Regions from separate parts of the Mus musculus genome. Here region 2 is linked to region 1. Evidence: chromatin contacts called from public HiCAR-type data. All regions are on one chromosome and are shown on one strand. The core of a region is the stretch at or near the end of the contact, and the rest is flanking DNA. Distances in the headings are between cores, read along the strand shown. Region 1 overlaps Caps2 (calcyphosphine 2). Region 2 has its middle 36 kb from the start of Gm3942.

Region 1 (3,165 bases), core at 534-3,033:
TATGTGGACCCTGGGCCTCTATCAGTTGCGATTGACCTGTCTGTTTAACAAAGATATACCAGTGAATTCTAATTTCCTACTCTTGTTTTATTTTGTTCATCTATGAAAGAAAGGTGGTAAGGTGGATGGTCCCTGGTCTGTCTCACCAGACACACCACAAGCTTCAATGTTATTATCACAACAATCCAAAGGACAATTGTGTCCCAACAGTGATAAGCCATGTCACCCTGACACCGAATTTTACAGTTGATAAAGCAAATTCCCATGTGATTTTTTTTTTATTAGAGCTTCTCTGCCATCCTAGACATAGCAACTGTCTCACAATTGCACAGGCAGGGCCTGTCAATAAGAAAAGTCAGAACACTTGTGTGTCACATGGCTAAGTGATTATGCTTTTACATGAACCTAAATTTCAGACACGTACTACATCATGTGACAAAACAATTGTTTTGTTCAGCAAAAGAGAAAAGTACAAAAGAATCCACATCTGAATCATTTGTGTACTTTTAACCTACAAGCAAAACTTGCAAGTATAGCATACAAGGCTTTGGGGCAACAAACTTAATCTCTCCCACTCTCCCGTCTAATTGCCCCAGTGATGTGCTACTGTGCCCGTGTTTGCCATGGAAGACTCAGTTCAAGGTGCTAAATAAAGAGCAGGAACCTGAGCCACCTTGGTCCCCATCTGGATGGGATGTGACATTTCACTTACAGACACAACTTGCTGTGAAGAAACTAAAATGGACGCTGATACAGAAAGGATCGGAGTTCAGGCAGCAGAGCTCCTCTGTTAAGGAAAGCTGTGGCCCAAATGATGAGAAAAATCTAGAACACAGAGATCTAGTGTGATTCATGTCAGAGTGAAGTAAGTCCCTGTGGCTTAGGGAAGAGCCACACTTCATGCTGGGAGACTGCTTCTCCTTTCCAGGAAATGACCATTCTCTGAGTCAGGAACCCCTCTTCTTGGGAGATCCACTGTCTGCTATTATTCTTCTCTACCCTTGCCTGGTTAATTCTTCCTCATTATTCACAACCCAGCCTGATGCATCCTCCCCCAGGGGTCCTGCCAACATCTTAGAGCTCCTTCCTGATAACTTAGCTTGGAAGTGAGTACCACCACACAGGTTCCTAAAGCCGCCTTCTCTGTTTGATGCATGTATTGACCACTTTCTTCAGTTTTGAAGATTTCGAGATGAAGAGTACGTCATTACAGAGTTTAACAATATGCCTGGCTATAAAACACTTCAGAAGCATATGATAAAGGGATAGATGTAAACATTTTAAAAATAAATGAGACTTGTGGCCTCGTGGCATAACCCTGATAGCAGAGGGTTTTAAAAAATAGGCTATTAGAATTTCATTAGAAAAGTGAGCAAGGCCATGCAAGAATACACCCAGAGCAGAAAATGCTGTGTGGTACATACCTGTTCAGACACTTCCAAGTGAAAGGTTTTCAGAGCTTGCTGAAAATCTGCCTTTTCTAAAAGCCCATTCCCTTCCTTGTCCAAACCTTGGAAGTATCTTCCCAATCCAGTCAAAATACGAGCACCCTTCTTGTGCAGTTGTTCTTTCAATTTATCTGTTTAGTAAAAAGAGAGAGGGGAGCTAATTGCTTCTGTGCACCAAGCTTTCAAATTGCAGTTGTTTCTCTTCTGAGAAAATAAGTTGATAATAATGGAAAAGAAGATGTGAATATTCAATGAATACATGCGTAGGGCTGACTTTGGAAAGGAGAATGTTTTTAATAACCACAATGTCAGACACAACTGCATATTCATGATACAGCAGAGCCACAGCACCACTGTGTGGTGAAAGTGTCGCATGCTACATACAGGGAGACAATGTTCCTCTCTATTCATAAGCAAGTAATCTAAGTCTTAAGATTACAATCTTAGTTTCTCTTGTTTAGATCATCTTTTCTAACTGCCCCATATCTTTCCTATTTTTTTTTATTTACACTACTGAATTTCAGAATAGATGCCTGACAAATCACACACCAAAAATATCAGTTCAAAAAACTTTAAGTAGTTTAAAAGTTGAAATCTGGAACAAAATGTGTGAAATGACATCTGGGTCTTGGCATACTCGTCCATATTTACATATTCATAGCAACTATTTTATCCAGAAAATTCTAGAGGTCTCTGGCTCCTAAACACTCCTTCTAGCACATATAATGCTGTCTGTATTGTACTACAATGGATACATTAGAAAAGAAGAGTGCAACTGTCACGAGCTTCACTAGTGACAAAAACTGTGTTGTCGATGACAGAGCAGAGAGAAAGACCTGCTAACAAGGGCGGAGCCAGTCTCAGCCAACCATACAGGCAGCTGCTCGCTTCCTTAATGTCTGATCACGAATACTATCTCAGGACTCATCAAAATTCTAGAAGTATATATTGACTTCTCTGATGATTTGTTTTATACCTTCCTCCCTCCTCGATGATGGAATCCAATAGAGGAATTGTATGTATCACCTACTACACTGCACTGGTTAGAAGGCCAGGCCTTAGACAATTGTAAAGATGTTTCAGTGTCCAGAGTCTATCTACATTTCCTCTGTCCCCTCTGGATTCCCAGGGAAAGGTAATAAGACATTACTCTCACCGAGAGGTGGAAGAAGAGTTGCAAAGGATCTACACAAAGTTGTGTGTCTACGGAACAGCAGGATCTGCTTACAGACGTCAGAGCACATTCAATAGAAAATGAGGTGGAGATATGTCAGGCACTAAGCCACTAGTCTCTTCAGGATATCGTCTAGGCAAGTACAAGGACATGGTGGTTCCTGCCTATACTCCCAGACTCTGGAGATAAGGAAAGAGGATTGCCGTGAGTTCTAGAGCAGTCAGGTTTGCACAGTGAGCGGCAATCTATCTGAGTTTCAGTGTGAGCCCTAGTGTAAGTGTATCTGTGTATGTACAAATGTATGTGTAGATAGACATGTATGTATATATACATACAGATACACATATATATGCACACACACACACACACATATATATATATCCATATCCATATGCAGATACATATGTATCATGGCCCATGGAGATGATGAGTCAATGGGGAAAGGTACCTGCCAATCCTGACAACCTGAGTTTGAGTTGTAGGAAAAAACCTGACATCTGCAAGTTGTCATCTTACCTCACTTGTATGCTGTATCACACACAC
Region 2 (3,093 bases), core at 387-2,886, 600 kb before region 1:
GCCACATTCAGCTTATGCCAGGTGGGCACAAAGAAGACAGCACAGAGCGCATTAAAGGGCTTTTATGCTTTTCCTTGTCCCTGGTACCAAAGAAAAACTAGGAGCTTACCTAAGAAGCAGAAAGTGGCCAATTAAATAGGTAAGGATTGAGCTGAAATCCGTGCTCACCGCGAGGTAAAAGTAAACAATGGCAATTTCAATTGTACCCTAATTCTCACATCACAATGTCACTGGAATTAAAACTTTCCCCTAGAACGTTGTCAAGAAAATCTAGCAATGCAGATGCATGGGTAGGTGCAGAAGAAAACACAAGTTATCTTCCATCTACTGCGCATCCCAATCTGGCGTAGTCACTTAATATTTACTGTATTTTCCATTAGGTCACAAGCATTTAAAGGCTGGAAGAGGTAAAGTATGCTTGCAAGCCCAGCGAGGGTTTAGCAGTAACGTTAGTGCTTGAAACACAAATATATGGCAACTCTGTCTCTTCTTTGTCGTCAACATCATCATCTTCCTCCTATTCTTCTTCTTCCTCCTCCTCCTCCTCTTCCTTCTCCTCATCCTTCCCTCTATCTCCTTCTCTCTCTCTCTTCCCTTCCACAGGGAGAGACTAATGCTATTTATCATGTACTTTGGTTAAGTTTTATTATCTCTATCGTCATATAATAGTCACACATTAATAAGTTAATCAGAAACAGTATTTATGTGCCAGGAGTACTTTCACACAGAAGTGTATAGACATGAATGCCTGTCCACTTATCTTACAAAATGTGGTGAAGCATTAGTGGCGAGCCTTCGTACCTGGGAACCGTTTAACCCTTCCTTAAAGTTTGCTCTTTAATTACTGAATTCACGTTCAGTTGTCTTTGAGGCCAGCCCTGACAACTCTTCCCTCTACTTTCCAGTCTCTACCCAAGGATTCTGTGGTGGTTTGAATAGGCATGACTCACAGAGTCCCAGAATACTTGGCCAATAGGTAGTGTCACCTTGATGGAGGAAGTGTGTCACTGTGGGACAGGGATTGTGGCCTTCTATGCTCAAGCCCCACCGAGTAGGAAACAGTTTCCTCCTTTAGCTGTCTGTGGTTCACAGTGTAGAACTCTCAGCTCCTTTTCCAGCACCATGTCTACCTGCACACTGCCATGCTTCCTATCATAATAATAGACTGAACCTCTAAAACTTGTAAGTCAACCCCAATTAAGGGTTCCCTTGATAAGAGCTGCCTAGGTCATGGTGTTTCTTCACAGCAATAAAACCCTAACTAAGACACCCTTCTAGGATGCCTATGTTTCTTGTTATTGTCCTATGTTTACTCTTTATTTTTACATCTATCTTGGTGGAAATACATTTCCCATAAAAACCTCAATTCGTCATCATAGTTTGTATAAATAGAAAGCATTCTTAAGATGAATACAAAGAAAGAGGAAGACATCAGTCATCTTTCTTTATGTTTCCATATTTTTATAATACAATATTTTTAATCAATTAATTAATTAATTAGTTTTAGATTTTTCAAATGTGTTCTGTAAACGGGTTTCTTGTACTTTGGAAGATTTTCATTTCCCCTTTGCGCCCTACAGTTTTGATGGCACTGTGCACAAGTGTCCACTAGATGGCAGCATCATCCAATTCTTCTGAGGCAACGTTTAGTCGGTGCTTGCTTTATCTCATCTTTGGCATTGGTTTCACAAACTTTAATAAGAGCAAAGGTGTCATTTTGGAAACATATCATTTGCACTGCTATATACATTTTACTCGGCACTTTTACTCAAGTATAAATCTGATAGATAGCTGCAAATGATCTCACATAATCTCCTGAATGGGCCAGCAGACTTACTTATTTAACAGTAGGAAGGAAAAATGTTTTTAACAACCAAAAGTGAGTTGTAGTAATGAGACATAATATTAACTACTATTACGATCATGTGTTTGGAATTTTCTATTTTTTTTTATGAACAGTTCTTTTTAAAAATGTTTTAAAATTTAGTCTGCGCGTGTGTGTATGTGTGTGCCCATGAGCATGTACACAAATGCGCATGCATTTGTCTGTGTCTGTGTTTTTCTACGTCTGTGTACCTATGTCTGTGTCTGTGTGTGAAGTGTGTGTTTATGGGTTGGTGGGTGTGTACCTTAACAGGCATGTTGTTAACAGAGGATAACCAGCAAGAAAAGGTTCTCTCCTTTTACCATATATGCCCCTCACTTGGGCCTCAGGTCATTGGGCATGGCAGAAAACAGTTCTAATTGTTGAACCATCTCATTGGCCAAGTTCTAATGAAAAACTACCCTTGCGCCATCCTGGGATCTAACCACGGACTTCACATGTGAGGCCAAGCACTCTGACCCAGAGATACAGGCACAGGCCCTGCGTTCTTCATATATGTGTTCTACCATGATTAAATTGCCATACAATTAGGTATTTATAACATAAACGTTAGATGTGTCAGGACTGTGGCTGGCTAAATACCATTCTTTCAGACTATATTTTAGTGAGCTATCTTTGATTTCTGCTTTTTCTTGATTCTAAGGCTGCATCTAAGCAATAGACATTGAGTTAGCGCTTATCGTTATGATTCGAAAGCGACGAGGCCTTGTGAAGGCGTTCATTCACTTCAAAATATTAGCTTTTTATTTCCAGGGATAGACTATCAAGGTTAACTGGACTAAAGAAAAAAACATAAAGCAGGCTAGAGTTTGTAATAGATATTTGTAAGGTCATACAATTTGTTGAGGCAGACCCAAGATTAGAAATAAATTATCTTTCCAATATACCACATACTGGCTCTTGTTCTGCCCCTAGTCAGAGCTGGAAAATTTTAGTCATTACTATTCTGTCTTCAGTCACCAGACTTAATGAAGAGACTCCTGACAAATCTACCCCAAAGCCCCTTGAACATGTCTGCTTCAATTCATCAACAATCCATTTTACTTAAACCCTATATTCCCCATTTTTGAGCTGATAATTCTGAAATGACTTCTTAATCTCAGCTGGGGACCTCCTCTCTTGTACCATTTCTGTCTTTGAAGTATTCAGGGTCACCTTGATGTAAATGTACATACAAACCCACTGCTCTCGGGAGGAAGCTGTTTTCA

The links. HiCAR-type assays count read pairs that join an accessible place to other places.
Region 2: a contact with region 1 is called in a HiCAR-type map of PVALB interneurons, with 7 times the contacts expected there. The contact joins two enhancer-like sites. A contact is called at or near these places in 1 of 39 promoter capture datasets (hippocampal neurons), 3 of 15 datasets of contacts at CTCF or cohesin (the NIH/3T3 cell line and stem cell-derived epiblast-like cells), 80 of 484 Hi-C or Micro-C datasets (3T3-L1-derived adipocytes, the AML12 cell line, the C2C12 cell line and 45 more), 5 of 115 datasets of contacts at active chromatin or transcription factors (PVALB interneurons, astrocytes, embryonic basal ganglia and 1 more) and 1 of 9 other capture datasets (embryonic stem cells).

What each region holds. Positions count from the first base shown.
Region 1 is chr10:112,202,294-112,205,458 of GRCm38.p6, reverse strand. Caps2 (calcyphosphine 2) reads right to left here. Exons shown (of 18, transcript NM_001310675.1): 15 at 1,425-1,579. Among named protein-coding and RNA genes, the nearest start is that of Caps2, 40 kb to the right of the region's middle. Within about 2 kb of position 1,783, at least 27 of the 459 cell types and tissues checked have an H3K27ac peak or open chromatin away from gene starts, as enhancers often do. A contact at or near this core is called in PVALB interneurons, where this site is marked.
Region 2 is chr10:112,800,299-112,803,391 of GRCm38.p6, reverse strand. No RefSeq gene overlaps it. Among named protein-coding and RNA genes, the nearest start is that of Gm3942, 36 kb to the left of the region's middle. Within about 2 kb of position 1,636, at least 3 of the 459 cell types and tissues checked have an H3K27ac peak or open chromatin away from gene starts, as enhancers often do. A contact at or near this core is called in PVALB interneurons, where this site is marked.